Regions from separate parts of the Mus musculus genome. Here region 1 is linked to region 2. Evidence: chromatin contacts called from public HiChIP or PLAC-seq data. All regions are on one chromosome and are shown on one strand. Each heading gives the region's core, a stretch centred on a gene start, on an enhancer-like site or on the middle of the called end of the contact. The rest is flanking DNA. Distances are from core to core; before and after follow the strand shown.

Region 1 (2,931 bases), core at 329-2,828, 77 kb after region 2:
ACATGTGACTTAGAAACACATGTTCAGGCAAAGTGCTCATTTACATAAAATAAAAATAATTAAAATGTTAAAAAAATGTTTTGACTGTGTCATCTGCTCACTCAAAAGTGCTGCTTCAACTTTTCAGCTTAGTGACACCAGGCCTGGATTTCCATGGGAGAGAGTTATCCACTTACTGAATTATTTAATTCCTCCCAATTGCACAACATTCCTTCTTTCTTTCTTCCTTCCTTTCTTCCGTTCTTTTCTTTTCTTTTCTTTTCCTTTCCTTTCCTTCCTTTCTTCTCTTTCTTTCTTTCTTTCTTTCTTTCTTTCTTTCTTTCTTTCTTCCTTCCTTCCTTCTTTTCTTTCTTTCTTTCTTTCTTTCTTTCTTTCTTTCTTTCTTTCTTTCTTTCTTTCTTTCTTTCTTTTTCTCTATGGAAAGTGAGATTGGGAAACAGCCAGAAAAAGCAAATCACCCCTGATGAATGAAGTCTGCAGTCACTGGCAAAAGCCACTCAAGTCCTTTTCACCACCCCACCCCACCCACCCCACCCTATCCCACCCCACCCCACCCCCATTCCTTCTGCATGTTAGTTGGTCACAGCTGATATCCTAGGACATTTCCCCTCTCTCCCCTGGGCTTAGAAGACCAGTGGGCTTAATGCTTTCTTTTTAATGGTTTGTCAGCGAGTACCAGTACCGGATAGATGCTCTTCCTCCCCTTGGAGGCAGAGTAGCTAATGAAGGTTGACAAAGGCCTCTGGTTGAATCCTGGGACTGATGCTGACGGCGGCACACCCCACAGACCCCAGCAAACTGATTTTTATTGACAGTCTCTTCACCTAACAAACTAAGAGTCTGAGATTTAAGCACTTTCTAAATCGTTAAATAAATAATTTTTTGTTTTCCTGATAGAACATTTTGGTAGTTTGTCTTAATTAAACACAGCTACCAGCTTCCTGGATGGCTTCATTGATTTTTTTTTTCTTCAATTTATAAAAGGTCTCTTTCTAAAATGGAATATAATGTATGTGTCTTTTTGTAACCTCCTCCCCTTCCCCCATCAGGAAACCTCAACAACATAGGAGACTTGGGTGCTCATGATTAACCCTTCAGTTTCGTGTTGTCACGGGATGGGCGGAAAAGGGTTACAACAGAATCCATCTAGAAACAGTCTGCTCTAACTAAGCCAAGGCTGGTGTTGTTGCCTTGGTAAACTTTATTGCAAGCTCTCTCTAGGTTATGCCACAAGGGATGTGTAACGGAAGCCCCGTATTCAAGCTCCTCTTGGAAAAAAAAAAAATCCATTAAAAGGGCCAAACCCGGCAATAAATCGTAGGGGCATTTGTGCCGGAGCCATTTGTGCTGGAGCCGTGAAACGATACCAATAACTCCATGGTAACAAACTAAAGGGACAATAAGGGGAATTCACTGGGCTTCCCACCCCCCTCACTTTTTGGATGTATTCTGCTACTTTTAATTGAAACTTATCAGAGACACAATGTGCCACGTGACAGCTGCTTGCTCACAGTGGTTATCTCTACCCTTGGAGCTCATGGAGTGATCCTGTGTCACGTGCCCCTGCTCCCTGTGTCCAAGGCTCCCTCTCCGCCCTCAGAGCAGCCTCCGCCCTCAGAGTAGCCTCCGGGAATAGAGGAGGGGAGGAGAGGAGCTGACACTGAAAGGCCCCAGGCCTCAGTCCCTCACGCCTGAAATCCCTCTTAGTTACCCTCCTTGCTGTTTCTTGCCAGACTTACAAAGAAGACAGGTTTCTGTGTTTTACCCTGGACCTACAGTCAGCCTTTAGAAATTCATGGACTTTCTGGATAAGGAGGTCTCTGAGGTTTATCCAGGCTCCTGAGATCCTGTTGCTTCCATAGACCTGTGTCACCTCTGATTTTCCTTCCTATTGTGTGGAGAAGCAGAACTGGCAGTGTCTGTCTGTCTGGGCTTCTTTCTTGTTTTTCTGAGACAGTGTCTTGTAAGATATCCCAGGCTGGCTTCAAAGCTGTGATCCTCCTGCCTCAGCCTCCTGAGTACACACCTTCACCCCTAGCTTGGTATTTAAAAAATTAACTTATTTATTCACTTTACATCTCAATACATAGCTTGATATTTTTTTATCTTTAAAAACATATTTAGCAGGGCATGGCGACGCACGCCTTTAATCCCAGCACTCGGGAGGCAGAGGCAAGCGGATTTTTTAGTTCGAGGCCAGCCTGGTCTACAGAGTGAGTTTCAGGACAGCCAGGGCTACACAGAGAAACCCTGACTCAAAAAACAAAACAAAACAAAACAAAACAAAACAAAACAAAACAAAAACCCTGTCTCAAAAAACAAAACAAAAAACCACCAACAACAAAACAAATAAAAACATATTCAAATTTTTTTGTGATTTTTCTTGTGGGGCAATTAACATCTCAACAATAAAGAGAATAAAAGAGAAAGCCCCCAAGTCATGTCGCCTCTGATCAGCTGTTGTCATTTTCGAGGTTTCTAGCTGCCCAGGAGAGATAATGGAGCGATGGTGTGTGTCCACAGTTGATAACCAGAGCTGAGCAGCTTGCTCTTGCTTTTACATTTGTCTTGTTATTTCTTCCATGGATTGAAGTGGTTTTAGAATGGAAAGGGACCAGTGAGAAGAAACAACTTGCCAGCTTCTTCCTCCTCCTGCCTCCCCACTTGCAGGGAGTGTCTATCAGTCAAGCCGCCTTAGAGGTCAAAGTCACCTGTTGAGGAATTTGGAGTCTTCCTGGCAGCCCTGGGACTACTCTGCCCCTCTGATCTTACAACAGTGCAGAAATAAACCGCTATCATGTTTGGCAACAACAGCAGAATTGTGTGAAGTTATGAGTGTGGTTGCAGGACCCAGTCTACCCGGGGCCATTTCCAGCTCTATAAGCTGCTAACACGAGAAGTCGTTTAAGCGTCTGACACAGTTTTCACACC
Region 2 (3,329 bases), core at 72-2,571:
AAGGAAAGGATAGGCCAAGAGCACCAGAGGCAAAGTCTACACAGGCCCTCATTATATAGAGAAAGACCCGAAGGGGTGAACAACTGGGTCAGGATCCAACTGGACTGGAACCCAAGTGTAATTTCTTATTTTCATCCTGGAATATGGATTTAGGCGCCCACTTTTCTTCCAAAGTAGTTGCTTTAAGGACAAAAAGGGAGGGAGGGGAGGAGGGGGGAAAGAAGAGAGAAGGGAAAGGAGAAAGAGTGGGAGGAAGGGAGGGAGCAAGGGAGGGAGGGATAGATGGACATAGAGCACTAAAGTTGTGTAGATCTTGCCCTTGTCTGGAGATGAAGTGTATAAAAGTGCTTTCGGTGGGAGCCAGGCTGTTAGAACACTGTTTGGACCATCAGCATCCCATGGTTTCATTAAAGACATCGTAACTCAGACCTGAGAGATACACTGCTAATGGATCATCACTGACTCGTCTGAGCCCTAATGGGGATTTCCGCTCTATAACTGCCTTTTGAGGAGAGACATGAGGTATCGAGGTCTCTTCTGTCTGTCTAGCTGATTCCTTTCTTACCACAGTCCTCAGGGCTCTGGTCTAGAGTGTGGAGCTGTCTGGAGATTTCTGCTAGTAGGGGTGAACTGGACATTGTATACTGGGTGTTCCAGTAGTTGCTGGCATCCATAGTATATTTGCTTTTTCACATCTAAATCTGCTGGTCATGGTGGCAGTGAATGCGCTTGATCCCAGCCCTCAGGAGGCTGCGTGGGTCTCTGTAACTCTACATAGTGAATTCCAGGACAGCCAGGGCTATACAGTGAGACACTGTCTTGAAACAATACAAACAAAAAACAATAATAAAAATCTACAGCCGGGCGTGGTGGCACACGCCTTTAATCCCAGCACTCGGGAGGCAGAGGCAGGCGGATTTCTGAGTTCAAGGCCAGCCTGGTCTACAAAGTGAGTTCCAGGACAGCCAGGGCTACACAGAGAAACCCTGTCTCAAAACAAAACAAAACAAAACAAAACAAATAAACAAACAAAAAATCTGCAGCACATTTTTGTCAATTGATTAATCAATCAATCACTTTTTGTGGTTCTGGGGATCAACCCAGTTCCTTATACATGTTGGGCAAACACTCTTCCATTGAGCTCCATAGCTCGAGCCCTTAACTGCGTTTCTCTTGCAAGAGTGCCCCTTGGAGACTTAAGAGAGAGCTCAAAGTCCATTCTTGGAAGAGAAACTAATAGGACAGAATGTCATTCTGGAGAAGCTACCAGATAACAGGAGTGACCCTCTGGGACGCAGTGATAACAAGACAATGACTGCATTTGTGGAGCAGTAATGGCCCCCCAGGAGGCCAATCCCAGGGAGAAGCAGGTTTCTCAGAGGCTATAACATGTAGGTGTGTGGTTTCCCTAACTTGGCTGTTAAAGAAACGTGGCCTTCGTGTGCACTTCTGTGGTCTATGGACTTCTGCTTACGCCTTCGTTATTCACTGCACAGCTATTTATTGGCTGTTGATCAAGCGCTGGAGCTAGGCTAGCTGCACAGGTACATAGATGGTTAACAGTCTGCCCTTAAGGACAAAACTACAGGGAGTTAAATATTAACAAATCTAGTGGTGAGGAAAAAAAATTTAAAAAAAAAAGAGGAGAGGAAGTGGTGGTGGAAAAAAATAGAAGCTGGAAGCACGGGCTTCCATGAATGTTTTAAATGCCTCGAATCAAACAAACATAACAAAAACAAACAAACAAACAAAACAACGAGAGAAGAAAGAAAACAAGAGACAGGGGAAATTCCTTGAAGGGAATTTGACAGCTGAAGGAACAGCATTTTGAATTTGTCAGACTTTAGAGAAAGCGAAGGCCTTGCAGCAATCACTAGGGAGCAAAAGTGCACGGAGAACAGGCCAACCAGGAAAGAGCTGCCTGTAGCAGATGTACAGCTTGCTCTTTATGCGGGTCCCAAACAACTGGAGTGGGGGTGGGGTGGGGTGGGAGTGGGGGCTACCCCAGGAGCTGTTGCCTGTAACTGGTATATGTTCTTTTAGCGGGGCTGCCTTGTCTAGACTTAGAGTGGGAGAGAATGCACCTAGCCCTGCTGAGACTTGATGCCAGGGTAGGGGGATACCCAGGGGCCCCCACACACTCAGGAAACAGGAGGAAGGATGGAGGAGGGATTGTGGGAGGAGGGTGACCGGGAGGTGAGGCAGTGAGCAGGATGTAAAGTGAATAAGTAAAATAATAATAATAATAATAATAATAAAATTTTAAAAGTTTTTAGTTGCAATTACATACATCCACATTGAAAGCAACAGTACAGTAATATGTGACATTTAATATGCTTAAGGGCATGTCATAAAATTATGAAGAAGCCACACAAGATCACAGAGGCATCACCACTGTCAATATAGATTGATGCAATAAAGTAATTTAAAGAGTGACTTAGGATTAGAAATCAAGAACAGAATAGCATGCATGCCCTATTGCAACTAAGAATAAGTCAAGTTTCGGTCTTTAATGCTATAGCAGTTATCACGTAGGGTGTTATCCATGCATAAAGGACCTTTTCCTTTAGGGAGGTTTAAGCATTGGTCCCTGGACTTAGACTCAAGGTCATACACATGCCAGGCTAGTCACTACCACTGAACTATCTCCCCAACCCTCATTCCATATTTTTGAGACAGTCTCACTAAGTTGCCCAGGCTGGACTTGAATTTACTCCGAAGCCAAGGTAGATCCTGACCTAGTGATGTTCTTGCCTCCTGAGTCTCTGGGATGAGGCCTATACTACCAGACCAGTGTTATTTTTTCAATCCATGAACATGTAAGTATACAGTGGCTTCATCTTCAAAGCAGAAGTGAAGCCGGATGTTCATTATCCCCAATTTACACAGGAGAAAACTGGGGTGAATGGATAATTACTTAAAATCACATAGCTAGTCAAGGAAAGAGCTAGGATTTGAAATTTCTGTATTCATTATTCCTGTATTGAGTCGCTTCTTTAGGAGAAAAGACTCCAAAACTTCTGGTAGCATCAACATTTACATTGTAAAAAAGAAAGCATGTGGGGAACCACGTGTTCTGCAGTACAAAATGGTTAAACGCGTTATGATTTATTCGTTCCAGAAATAAAAGTTGTTCAGCCACAGTTAGGTTAAGGTTTCTTTCCCCTGGCTGCCAGAGTACGGGCCAGACATTTCTCAAGAGTTACCTGTCCTTTTGGGTCTTCTCCGTGTTTTTATGTATTTGGATCATTTATGAGTGTTGGTAGGTCTTGTCCCAAATGGACAGGTCTCTTGTTCTGCTATAGTGGTCTATGGCTCATACAGTATGC

Evidence for each region. HiChIP or PLAC-seq counts read pairs in DNA pulled down with a chosen protein or histone mark.
Region 1: a contact with region 2 is called in an H3K4me3 HiChIP or PLAC-seq map of intestinal villus epithelium, with 8 read pairs. The contact joins two enhancer-like sites. A contact is called at or near these places in 1 of 15 datasets of contacts at CTCF or cohesin (the NIH/3T3 cell line), 6 of 484 Hi-C or Micro-C datasets (embryonic stem cells, granulocytes, granulocyte-monocyte progenitors and 2 more), 11 of 115 datasets of contacts at active chromatin or transcription factors (acute myeloid leukemia, bone marrow-derived macrophages, embryonic stem cells and 5 more) and 1 of 9 other capture datasets (embryonic stem cells).

What each region holds. Positions count from the first base shown.
Region 1 is chr13:99,017,518-99,020,448 of GRCm38.p6, forward strand. No RefSeq gene overlaps it. Among named protein-coding and RNA genes, the nearest start is that of Gm35279, 25 kb to the left of the region's middle. Within about 2 kb of position 1,579, at least 67 of the 459 cell types and tissues checked have an H3K27ac peak or open chromatin away from gene starts, as enhancers often do. A contact at or near this core is called in extraembryonic endoderm stem cells and intestinal villus epithelium, where this site is marked.
Region 2 is chr13:98,940,675-98,944,003 of GRCm38.p6, forward strand. The region is part of intron 1 of Gm35215 (a long non-coding RNA gene); the gene reads right to left. Among named protein-coding and RNA genes, the nearest start is that of Gm35215, 3.6 kb to the right of the region's middle. Within about 2 kb of position 1,322, at least 40 of the 459 cell types and tissues checked have an H3K27ac peak or open chromatin away from gene starts, as enhancers often do. A contact at or near this core is called in extraembryonic endoderm stem cells and intestinal villus epithelium, where this site is marked.